Linked DNA regions of Mus musculus: all the other regions are linked to region 2. Evidence: chromatin contacts called from public HiChIP or PLAC-seq and promoter capture Hi-C data. All regions are on one chromosome and are shown on one strand. The core of a region is the stretch at or near the end of the contact, and the rest is flanking DNA. Distances in the headings are between cores, read along the strand shown.

The links. Promoter capture Hi-C pulls out the DNA fragments that hold promoters and counts their contacts. HiChIP or PLAC-seq counts read pairs in DNA pulled down with a chosen protein or histone mark.
Region 1: a contact with region 2 is called in a promoter capture Hi-C map of embryonic stem cells, with 2.1 times the contacts expected there. The contact joins the enhancer-like site here to the promoter of 4931415C17Rik in region 2. A contact is called at or near these places in 5 of 39 promoter capture datasets (the HPC-7 cell line, embryonic stem cells, hippocampal neurons and 1 more), 1 of 484 Hi-C or Micro-C datasets (embryonic stem cells) and 2 of 115 datasets of contacts at active chromatin or transcription factors (both in embryonic stem cells).
Region 3: an H3K27ac HiChIP or PLAC-seq map of embryonic stem cells shows a contact between it and region 2, with 3 times the contacts expected there. The contact joins the promoter of Mcf2l here to the promoter of 4931415C17Rik in region 2. A contact is called at or near these places in 1 of 39 promoter capture datasets (cranial neural crest), 6 of 484 Hi-C or Micro-C datasets (the HL-1 cell line, adipose-derived mesenchymal stem cells, brown adipocytes and 3 more) and 2 of 115 datasets of contacts at active chromatin or transcription factors (embryonic stem cells and pancreatic cancer cells).

What each region holds. Positions count from the first base shown.
Region 1 is chr8:12,428,907-12,432,999 of GRCm38.p6, forward strand. It overlaps Sox1ot (Sox1 overlapping transcript), which reads left to right. Exons shown (of 8, transcript NR_027975.2): 5 at 601-1,132; 6 at 1,244-1,825; 7 at 2,529-3,517. Among named protein-coding and RNA genes, the nearest start is that of Sox1, 35 kb to the left of the region's middle. Within about 2 kb of position 2,100, at least 71 of the 459 cell types and tissues checked have an H3K27ac peak or open chromatin away from gene starts, as enhancers often do. A contact at or near this core is called in embryonic stem cells, where this site is marked.
Region 2 is chr8:12,670,722-12,674,407 of GRCm38.p6, forward strand. 4931415C17Rik (RIKEN cDNA 4931415C17 gene) reads left to right here and starts at 1,706. Exons shown (of 2, transcript NR_166502.1): 1 at 1,706-2,304. It overlaps Tubgcp3 (tubulin, gamma complex associated protein 3), which reads right to left and starts at 1,379. Exons shown (of 22, transcript NM_198031.1): 1 at 1,234-1,379. The coding sequence starts at 1,309.
Region 3 is chr8:12,913,774-12,917,827 of GRCm38.p6, forward strand. It overlaps Mcf2l (mcf.2 transforming sequence-like), which reads left to right and starts at 2,138. Exons shown (of 31, transcript NM_178076.4): 1 at 2,138-2,281. The coding sequence starts at 2,203. Gm15351 (a long non-coding RNA gene) reads right to left here and starts at 1,451. Exons shown (of 2, transcript XR_870153.3): 1 at 806-1,451; 2 at 1-253.

The DNA of each region.
Region 1 (4,093 bases), core at 850-3,349, 240 kb before region 2:
GGCCCATTAAGCCTTTCGATCTACCAGGGGACTATTTATAGCACAGAGCCACAGTCAGACATCATGAGTACCCCCCACGGAAGCAAGGTACGGCAGCAAGAACCCCACAGGACTGAGCTTCTCTTGGCTAGAGGGCATACATGGACATCTGGATCAAACAAGAGCCGAGTAGCTGTGCTCCCAGAAAAGACTTCCTGTTCAGGGTGGAAGGAATTCATTAGCTATGAAAATCCAGAGCCATTGTGAGGCAAGTTTTTAATGTGTCCATCACAATATGGCCTCTGCTTTCTATTCTCTGGGAGGTTCTTACGGGGCTTTGCTAAGTTAAGGGTCTCCTGAGTGATACAGAGAAAGGGTTCTAGTTTTCCTTTCTGAAACTTGAGTTCAGATCAGCATCCACAAAGTAGACACTGGCGGTGCCTCTGTCTACAGGGACACTGCACGCACTGTTTCTAGAACCTACTGTGGCTTCCCAAGGAGGAGCCCTCCCTTGACGAGCAGCCATCCAGAATCCAGGTATACCTGGACCTTGAAAAGGATGGTTTTGCCTTTTGCAGGCTGTCTGGTCTTTTGTTGACTGGTAAGGATTTTGTTTTGCAGAGAGGAGCCTTCACTAACCTTGAGTGGGAGAGAATCAGCCAGGGCCTCTGCGGCACATGGAAATACTTGTCTTAAGTAGTTGGCTCTTAGAAATCACAGCCCAGATGCCTGAAGCAGAAGGAGAAGCACCTGTAGTGGCTGTCACCCTGCAGGCACCTCTGTTACTGGAGTCACCAAGAAACGGTATTACGGGAGTCTTGGAAGTGAGAGTGCTCCTCTAAGGAGAGACCCAGGAACCTGTTGCTAAGGGGCCAGCATGCAGGGTCCCTGCTGGGCCTGCATAGAAGGAGCCCGGTGCTTAGTGGTTCCTTCCTGAAGCCTAGGCTAAGGATTCTATATGGCTTCATCCTCCGCTCTACTCAAGCAAAGACAAGCTTCAACTGCTGGGCCTAAGGCACATGGAGCTCAACTCAACAACTGGGAATGGAGGACCCCTCCAGAGACCCAGAAGACCCCCGCCCGGGGGGGGGGTGACATCAGTTGGGGAGCTATTAATAACTGCCCTCCCCTCCCTGTCATATTTCCTGAACTGGTGAGCTTTGTGGAGGGGTGGAGTAGGAGGGAGCCGCTTGCCATTAATCTGGGAACAAACAGCTAACCCCGGTGACTGGTATTTTTCCTTTTCTTTTCTCACTTTTCTCAGTGTGGGGAAGGCGATTGTGAGGCGCTCTGCTGGAATTTGGCAGCGCGGAGGCTTGGAGAGCAGCCCCATGCTGGCTCCTATTCAGCCGGCCAGTTTTCCTCGAGCTTTGGAAGTTTCACTCAGCCGTGCACTCAATGGCTTCACAAAGCTGATTACAAGCTTCAGCGCATTCCTGAAGGAGCCAAAAGCGACGCAGGTGCAAACGAGCCGAGGGAGCCCCTTATCCCGGTGACAGAATGGGACAAGCTGGGAAAGGCTTGGACCACACAAATCCAAGGCTCACCAGGCAGCAGAGAGCCTGCCTTGGGAACCGGGGGTCATTATCCGCCCTATTCAGCGGGACCGGGGACCCTGGGGCCAAGGAGGCCGGCCGGGCGCAAGCGCCACCGCCAGTACGCGCCTGCAGCAGTGGGGACCCCGCTGGGCGTTGCAACCCGTCGGGATGTTGGGCGCTGCGTTTGTTCCCACCGACAGCGGTCAGCGAAATCCATCCTGCGGGTGAAAGCCGGTGTCCAGGCTAACCGGGATACAGGAGAAGGAGGGTAGCGAAGATGCTCAGTGCGTGGACAGTGCGTAACTTTGGTAATCGAGGCCGCACTGACGTGGTCCTGCCTCAGGCCACTCTCAGCCCCATCCTATCCCTGCTCGGGCCCGGTCCCCCTCAGCTTGTCTTCATTTTTCGTCTCTATGAGTCATACTGAGAGCGACCTTCAGAAAGTGCGGTGGGTGGCGGTGGGTGGGTGGGTGGGGGGTTCAGGGGCGGGGAATACTGGCTGGTAGCCCCGCAGGATCAGATCACCAGGTTGTCCAGTGCACCCTGCGGGGCAGTGGCGAGCCTGGAGAGCCGCCTCTGCCTGGGAGAATTAACGACGTCACAGCCAGAGACGAAAGAACTACAGGTCGCGGGGACAGGCTGGCTCCCAGGGTAGAGCTTGCAAAAGGGACGAGCGTGGGACAGACTGAGGTGGGACTGTTGTAGTTCAGGGGCCGGCCGATCCGGCTCCGTAGGCTGCCCCTATGTCCCTCCCTCGCCCCATCCAGGCCAGCACAGCACGAGTAACGCCAGCCTAGAGCCCTCCCGCCGCGTCCTCCCACTCCCGGCCCCACGTCTCGAAGCCACAGCCCAGCCCCACGCTTTGCCCGGCTGCACCCCGAGGTGCCCGCGTGCAGGGCGCGGGCCGGCAGGGCGCGCTTGCCGACGCTCTTTTGTCTGATAACTAATTTGAGTTAATGCGATCTTTATGTAAAGCTAACAGCGGATAATTGTCTATTTTCTCGCCAACAGTCTCCATCACAGTCACTTATCTGGAAACCTGCGGCTGGATTAATCGCTATATTCCCAAGATGAGCGGTGCTGCAATCCGCAGTGAACACGGGTGGGAACACGGAAGCTTCCCCTAGGTTCTTGCGGGGGCCAGCAGCTGGCCAGCTCCCTGCAGTGGATGCTGCACAGTAGCTAGCACCTGTTTGGGCTCGGGTTGGGGGTCTACGAGCACTTAGGCGCACAGAAGATGTGGAAGAGAGGAAGGAAACAGGCCTGTGGGGACTCCGGCCTGAGAGAGGTTGATTAGCTCCCAGTAAAGGCACAGAACTGCCTATATAAAGAGCTTTTTAACCTGAAAATGATGCTGCTGAGTCTTCAGACCGTGGTCTATTCAGATGCAGAAAAATGTTCCCTCCCATCTTGATCTCCCAGCCTCACCCCTACCACACCCACAGCTACTCCTTAGGCCCCTCCCCTGGAATTTTCTCCTTCGGGATCCTGGTCCTACAAGGGTTAGTAATATTTACTTAGGAACTGTGGGCGTGGAAATAAATCCTAGTTGTTCAGCCCCTTGCCCTACCTGTTCCAGTTAAAGACGGTGGGTTGTACCCAGGCAGTGGTGGCGCACGCCTTTAGTCCCAGCACTTGGGAGGCAGAGGCAGGCGGATTTCTGAGTTTGAGGCCAGCCTGGTCTACAGAGTGAGTTCCAGGACAGCCAGGGCTGTACAGAGAAACCCTGTCTCAAAAAACCTAAAATATAAAATAAAATAAAATAAGATGGTGGAGTGTGTGGTGCCAAAGCTCTAGGGAGAATACTTGTCTACAAAAACTTTCTCTGCTGAGGTCAAAGCATCAGCTTCGAGGGAACTACCACTTGGTGTGTGAGGTCTCTGCGCCTGGGCAACGGTGTCTCTGTAGGTGTGAAAGCTGGGCATCAGCTTGTGACAGCTTTAGGCCACAGAAGCCGAAACTGTGCGCCTCCATTTTGTCAGCATATTAAACATCCAAGAGTGACCACCCATTGGTCCATCACATTATTAGATTGTTAGATTAGGTGGTACCCCAGGATGCTTCTGCAACAGCCTCTGTAAGCTCCTCTTAAAAGTCTCCTGGTTCCTCCTCTCCAGCAGCGAAAGCAAACATGTGAATCTCTGCAAAGCAAGCCGAGCTAAGGTTCCCAGGACAGTCATCCTCATGCCCTCTGGAGGCCTTCCGGCTTCAGCTCTCACCTGAGTCCTGTCACCTCTGATATGTGGACAATGCTGAGCTGGACAGCCCCTGGTCAACCAGGCAGAACAGTCTATGCAAATGCCGGAGGGCAACCCTGGGAACAGTGCACCCATTGTCCGGGGCCTTTCAAAGCTGGGAGCAGCTGCTCAGACTGGCCGCCCTGGACCCTTGGCTGCCAGAGTAATGTCATCATTGCAAGATGTAGACTCTGAAAATTATACGACCCGAATTCATGAGCAGCCTTGTCTTGAGTGTTTCTGTCTGTGACACATTTCAATGTCCAGAGCTGCTTCTGTTGTTGGGGACCGGAGGAGGGCATGGGCAAGGGAAAGTTTGCAGTTTCTTACTAGAGGGTT
Region 2 (3,686 bases), core at 456-2,955:
GAGAAGACAGCATCATCTTTAATGAGCTTTACCCTGGATCTCTCTGAAAGTCCAGCGATTCACAAGACATAATCACAAATGGGGGTGGGAAAATGGGAGGATACAGGATTCTGCTTTAAAGTAGCATTTCAATCACCTGAAGGCTGTGAAACTTCTATCAAAAGGGATCTTAATGTAAAATTCAAATTTAGAAGTTCATAATGAATAACTTCAAAATCTAGCTATAACTACGAGGTTCTTTCTGGAAGGTAAAAATTTTGGACCCAATGCAATAAAAGAAAAATGATGGTATGGCGTGTTAAGCCTTAGTTATCTAATTTTGCCTATGACTGGATCACTCCCTTCAGAAAAGTAAACTATCCTCTGCACTCACACTCTCCCCAGATACTGGAACTCTAAGCTCCTCCTATCCGCCTTCTCCCTAGCCCTTTATCACCCACAAACACTGTGTATTCACCAACGTGCTAGTCACATTCCCTCCATTAGACAGGAGCATCTCTCATGGCATAATAGGGTCGAGGAAGCCTCAAAGATTTCTTACATGAACAAACTGCACAGTGAAACACTACAAGGAATAAAGCAAGAAGGGAGTTAAGTCAACGGTTTAGTAGTGACACAGTAATTCATCCTCTACGCTGACAAGTTGTTACATAGGTTGTTACAAATTATGAAAGATCAAAAGGCTCTCTCAGTTTTTAAAACTCGGTTCTTGTTTAAAGTCTTCCCTTGAAAACCTGCGCGATTTGTCTCAACATTCTAAGGCAACCCAGTCATGTCAATTACTAAAACCTTCCCTCAAGACGCGTCCCCACTCATCTCCAAAATGAGCTTCATGAAACCAGATCCTTGACATTTTCCCCACCCCCAACTACGGCGGCGACAGTACGGGTAAAGTGGGCAGGACTGCCTTGGGGGTCTGGCTTCTTAGAAGCATTATTCGCTAGCTGAACCGTCCAGGAATAAGCGAGCATCATCTAACCAGGACTCATCATCACCAGAGGCAAAGGTGACAGCAGAGTGAGAAGCACGCAGAAGCAGAGCTGCAGGCTGCCGTGCTGTCTGGACGAACCCAAAAACAAACTCGGCCGCTACAGCAGCTCCGGCCTGGGCCCCCAGGGCAGGGACAGTCCGCGAGCCGCACCCCTTTCCTTCCCGGGGGCCGGGGAGAACAGCACCCGGCCGGCGGGGGTCATGGCGCTCAGTCTCCACAGCCCTGAACCCCGGGACGCGTACCTTCGCTCCGGCCCAGGATCCGGCAGCACAGGTTCTGCAGCAGAACGTTGGGCGACTTCTGATCCGGAGTCGCCATTACCGCGCCCGGACTGCGCACTGCAGCCTCCCCGCGCCCCAGGATCCCGCGCCCTAACTACGGCGCCGCCATATTCGCGGAAGCGGCAAAAGCGCGCGCCTCCCATAATGCACCGCTTCCCGCGCGAGACGCGCGTGCGCTCTCCCGGCTTCTGCACTTGGCAGCTTCTCCGCGCTGGAAAAGTCGTTGCTGGGCGACGCTCGCAGCAACGCGTTCCTAGGATGCCCGTACGCGTCCGCAGCTTGCGGTCTGGGCGCTGCTTGTGAACAGCACTGGATGCGGAGTCCGAGTGCGCTTGAGCCACACAGGGACAGGGGCGCCGGACTACTACGCAGGGCTCTCGTAAGTGAGTTCTCAGAGGTCTGGAACCTCTGCCCCTTGACGTCACCAGGAGGTAGTCCTGGAAACGGGGATACTGAGATGGAGAGGCTTGAGCGCTGCCGCAAAGGAAAAATCAGACGCAGACACGAGAAATTCTGTGCTGTCTGGGACGCAGGAGGAGGAGAGTCCTCGTCACTGGGAGCCCAGCTCCGCCGCTCCTGCCCGGATGCTCGGTGGTCCGCAGAAAGCTCCCTTCTTAGTCGCTGACTCAGGACTATGATAGCAGTGGCACTCAGAGGTGGCTTAATGGAGAGCATACCTTTATTCGTCTTTTGCTCGCAGATCTCTTAGCCACCCTTCCCTGCCCGCTCTGTGATGTACAGAATGCGGACACACTCACTCCCTGTACAAATGGTACCTGCTGGAGCTCAGCCAGTTGAAGCCAACGATAGAAACTGCAAGAGGAGACTCTCGGCTTCAGCCTGGAATTTGACTACGACTCTAACAAGCCGAGACTCTCAACACTCAGCTCTCAGCCCATTCTTAGCTCCAGCCTATTTTGTACCACCCACACAGATGATGCTCCATCAGAAGGTCTAGAATAAGGCCATAGTGAATAACTATCAGTCATTCCTGGTGTTTCTTCCACCCCGGGGCCAGTAGCTAACCTTCAGGTGATCCACTTTTCTGTTTCCATCATCCATGTAGTCAGAGCTCAGTCCTCAGTCCCTGTAGCCTCTGTTTTGTTGAGTGGTCCTAGCACTGCCCTTTGGTAATAGGAGTGATCCCAGCAAGAAGTCTTAAGGTGGCTTTCTGGACTGAGCACTCACACATTTAATTGCAGATGTATTGACAGTTATTTGAGGGTGGCCAATGAGCCAGGAAAAGCCAGAGCGGTTTGCTTTTCTGTGTGGCTACTTGAAGTGAAATGTCAGCAGATAGATGAAAACACTTAGAAAGTAGCTGCTCCAGCACAGTCTTGACAACAGGAGCTGATGTCACCAAGTCAGGTGACTCGAGTTCCCCAGAACCCACAGAGCAGGAGAAAAGCAACTACCTCAGTTGGTCCACTCACCTCCACCATACAAAATGAAGTCAGTCAAGTTAGGACATTGTAAATCAACTAAGCCAGTGACCAAAAAATGCTAAAAAAAAAAAAAAAAAAAAAAAAAAAAAAAAAACAGGCTTGATGACACAATGCCTTTAATCCTAGCACTTGGAAGAGGCAAGTGGTCTCCAAGGAAAGTCTGATCTATATATTGAGTTCATAGACAGCCAGAGCTATAAAACAGAGAAACCCTGCCTCAAAAATAATCACACTCACACATACGTATGTGCATACATACATACATACATACATACATAAATGGGTTAGGAAGATGGGTTAGTGGTTAAGAGCACTAGCTGCTCTTCCAGAGGACCTGGGTTCAGGTCCCTGTACCCACATGGTGGCTCACCACCATCTTACCATCTTGTAACTCTAGGTTTTTTTGTTGTTGTTTTGTTTTTTGGGTTTTTTGAGACAGGGTTTCTCTGTATAGCCCTGGCTGTCCTGGAACTCACTCTGTAGACCAGGCTGGCCTCGAACTCAGAAATCTGCCTGCCTCTGCCTCCCGAGTGCTGGGATTAAAGGCATGTGCCACCACACCTGGCTGTAACTCTAGTTTTATCTGTTGCCTTCTAACTACCTCAGGCCCCAGGCACACACACGGTGCACTTACATACATGCAGGCAAAACACACATAAAATAAGTGATTAGATCTTTATATATGTGTTGTGAATATATAGAAAGCACTAGCAGCCCTCTTGGCTGGCTGTTTCAGCCCATCTCAAAACCCAGTCAGTTGAGTGGGTCAGTGTTTCCCAGCAGTCAGATTTGGCCCACAGTAAGCAGACTGAATAAGGGACATGTGGTTCAAAGCTATTCCAGAGAAGAAAGACTTGTTGGGAGACTACAAATGTTTCCGTCCACAGTCAGGAGGACTTTCCCAGAATACTCTGTGCTATCGGCACCCTCTTGTTGGTTGGCATGGCTGGGTTCAGCCTCACTGTGGGA
Region 3 (4,054 bases), core at 888-3,387, 240 kb after region 2:
CTGTCGAAAGGACAGGGAGGCAGACACTGTCACCTTTTCCCTTGGTTCTGGCTTTGAAGATGGAATGACATCAGCAGTGTTTGTCACAGCGTGGACCCGATGGACCTCTACGGGAGTGCACATAACAAGCCAGACCCACTCACGGGCCATGACACCTCAGGCGTTTGCCCCAAGGAAGCCTAGGCTGCTCGAGGGCTTGCTAGAAAGACATAGGCCTGTCTCTGTGCGGCAGATGGAAGGTGAGGAAAGAAACCTGTGGAGAGGCAGGGCCTACGTCTCAGCACTTGCCCTGATGACAGCCTTCCTTCTCTGAGGCTGGAGGCAGCAGCTTGGCATGGGCGAGGGGTGAGCAGCGAAGGTTCTGGAGCTGGGGGGCACGAGTGTGACTCCCCCAGTCTCAGTCTTCAGATGTCACACAGCTCCAAGTGTCAACTGACCGGACTCTTAGGACCACAGGCACAGTGCATCGCCTGCCTAGGGTTCACTTGTCCATGTGGAGACTTGCTGCAAAGCCACTGCTGCTGCTTGAGGGGCTGAGCTTTCAGAAAAGCAGTAATTTCTACTATCTTTTTTTTCCCCGAGACAGGGTTTCTCTGTGTAGCCCTGGCTGTCCTGGAACTCACTCTGTAGACCAGGCTGGCCTCGAACTCAGAAATCCGCCTGCCTCTGCCTCCCAAGTGCTGGGTTTACAGGCATGTGTCACCACTGCCCGGCCAATTTCTACTATCTTATCATTATATCTATATGTGGTTATTACACATTGATTTGGGGACTTTAGCACGGCAATTATCTTATAGATCTTTACCTTCCAGGCCAGGAGTTCTGAGGACAAATCCTGGGACATCTGACATTTTGTGTCTTGACCTTTAGTTCAGTGCTGAACCCAACATAGACACTGTTGCAACGGCATCCTGGTACACACATGTCTGTAGTTGGATTGTTCAGTGCGGGTGGATGTTGTTGGAAGCTGTGGTCTTACGGTACATACAGGTGTGTCTGTGCAGCTACCGACGCATACATGTTGGGCCCTGTGGTGATGGTGCAGTTTAGGGAATCATGGCGTTGGAGCACATATGTTGGCCATTGTGGTGCCAATGCATGTATTCTTGGATACTGGTCTTGGTGCACATGTATGTTACTGCATGTACACCATGTTGGTACACACATGTTTCTGGTCACCATAGTGCTGAGATATATACATGTTGGTGCACATTGCGTTGTTGCACACCATGGTGCTGATACAATTCATGTTACTGGAGTCTGTGGTCCTGGGGTTTGATAGACTCTCGTTATTGGAGTCTGTGGTCCTGGGTTTCCCACGTGTTACTGAAAACCACAGTGCCAGGGCATTTATCCTGTTGGCAGGATGCGACCCGTCTGACCAAACAATAAAAAGATGGCCAGCAGCTGGAGAGGCTGGTGTTCGCCACCCTGTGCATTGCAGTAGTACTCTGTGCACCAGCGACCCGGAATCTGTGTGAAGCCGGTGGTGTCAGATGCAGAGCGTGGCCCTCTGCCAAACATGGCGAGGTTAGGGAGCCCTGGGCCTACAGCTGAGCTTCCTTCTCGTAGACCTGTGTCTTAGGTCTGGCACCGCCCTTGCTGGGAGAGTCAAGTCTTGACCCAGCTACCCACCGTCTCCCTCTTACCTGGGCATGAGACCTCGTGGAGAGCGCGCTCTAGGCTGCTGTGGACTCTGCACCTGCCCTGCAGCGGCGGGAGGTAAAGGGGGCCTGGGGCAGGAAGTAAAGGGAGCATTGGGCTCAGGCTGGATGTTCTTTGGGTGGTTTGGGATCGCGTCCCTGCAGCAGCTACTTCCAATCCCGGAGGACAGAAACCCTAGGAAGAGGGGGAAGGGCAAGGGCAGACCTGTGCGCCTGCGTAGTGGGCTTTCTGATGCCCCCTTGATGCAAACTAGCCTCCCAGGTGCTCAGGTGGTGCACACGCATGACTCCAGGTGCGGTGGTGACACGCCCGGCAGGCTCAGTGCTTCCGCTTCCGCCTAGCGCCCCCCGCCCCCCATCAACGCAAAGCGCGCCCCCCTCCCTGTGGCGCGGAGACCAATCCTGGGAAGCCAAGGAAAGCGCCACAACCCCCTCCCCGCTCCAGCCGCGCCCCCTCCCCACGGCTTAGCCCCACCCGACAGCACCTCTGGTGCAGCGGAGGACGATCTTCTGGGGATCGGTTTTGTTGAATCGGAGGATGAGGTTTTGGCTGAGAAATGAAGAGATGGCCCTAGAAGAAATGGTGCAGAGATTAAACGCGGTTTCCAAGAACACTGGTAGGAGGAGCCGCTGGCCTTGATTATATATTCTTAAGCTTGACATCATTTGTTGAATTGTAGAGAATTGCATCTAATGGCTGTATAACCACCTTCATTCACTATTCCCTAGCACTGATAACAGCAAAGGCAGGCGTGATGGGCATTTTTTTTTTGGTATCATCTTCTAGGCTTTGTGGATTGACAGTGTGATTTTATTCTGCTTGACACAGTTTGAGAATTACAGATCAGCAGCGCTGGCTTTCTAGGAGATGAGGGTTTGTAAGTGGAGCCATTTGCCCGTGGGGGGAGTCTGCAAGTCTGCTTGGGAGCATCACCTCATTTGCTGCAGTGGCCATGGAATTATGAGCCCAGAATGGTCCAGGGTCCAAGCCCAGGCCCTGCAGACACTGGGATGGGATGGGAGGTAAAATCCTCACTATGCACTTAAAGCCGTAAAGCCAATATTTGAAAATAATATAGGTTAAGAAGAGGGCGAGCAGTGCAATTAGACATTCATTTTCAGGATTAATTGTCTGATTACTTAAAATAAGCCGTGAGGGACAAGCTACAGCCTCCTGTAGATTTCAGCCCCTCGGAGCTGGCAGGATGCATCTTGCCGTCGGCCTCCATCCGTTGTGCCGAGGGTTCCTGGCACGCTGCAGAAGAAGCAGGTACCACTGACTAGTTGTGTCTGGCATGGGGAGGAAATAGTGGTGTGCTATTAAAAGTAGGTTGGTTTTTGTCGTGTGTTATGTGATACGTGGCGTTATCTAGTTTTCTAAGTAATACTTTCCTGGGGGATTAAAATTTCATTCGTTGTCTGGGCTGGGTGTGGCACCCTCCCTGTATTAAATAACTAAATCAGCATAAGCATCAAGTGCGGTGGTCTCCCTGCACTTGTGTAGACAGACGGTCAGTTTATAACGCTGGCTTTGCAAGTGAAATGGCTGCTTATTATAAATGGGTGAAAAGAGAAGACAGACGTTTATGCCTTCTGTCCCCTTCCTCTTAGAGATGTGGCCCAATTTTCTGGGTGTTGCTTGGACAAGATCTGAATGAGTGTGGAGCTCCAGGGAGCTGTTTGCCTGCCCAGGGGGGCCCTGAGGAAGAAGTGGGACTTGCTGCCCTTCCCACCTGTGCTTGGCTGGCGTGGGGGATCACAAGAGTGGGAATTGCTCCAGCAGTGACATCATCCTGAGTTTCAGATCCTGAGGTTTCCTCCTGGGCTCTGAAGGACACAACATGTGTGTCTTAAGTTGTAAAAAGGCTCCCAGAGGAGCAGAACCTGGACCAGATACTCATTGAATGTTTGTCCAAGCATCCTTGGATTGGGCCCCGGTGGCTACTATTGTCTCGCCAGAAGCAGCAGCTCCAGCCTGTGCCCTCTGAGGTTTCTGCAGTACTAGAGTTGTAGATTCCACTAAGACCCAAAGATGTGGTTGGCAGGACCCTCTGATATGAGCATCCCATTGTTCAGTGGTGGGGAGGGAGATGTCACCACACCTGCACCCTCCCTGGCTCTCCTGTTCTCAGTATAACTCAATCTGCTGTGGCACTGGGGAGGTGGGCTCTAATGGTTAGCAGCTATATGTCATGCAATGGGGACAGGAGTTGTGCATGCACAATGAAGTTTCTTGCTTCCACCCCTGTAGTGGAGTGATATAGGTCTATGTAATTATCACTCAGGGTTTACATTCTGAGCATATCCTCAAGAGTCCCTTCTAGCAGAATGCAGCTCAAGGTCATAGGATTGTTCATGGTCCAGGGGCATGTTAAGGTCATGGCCAGAAA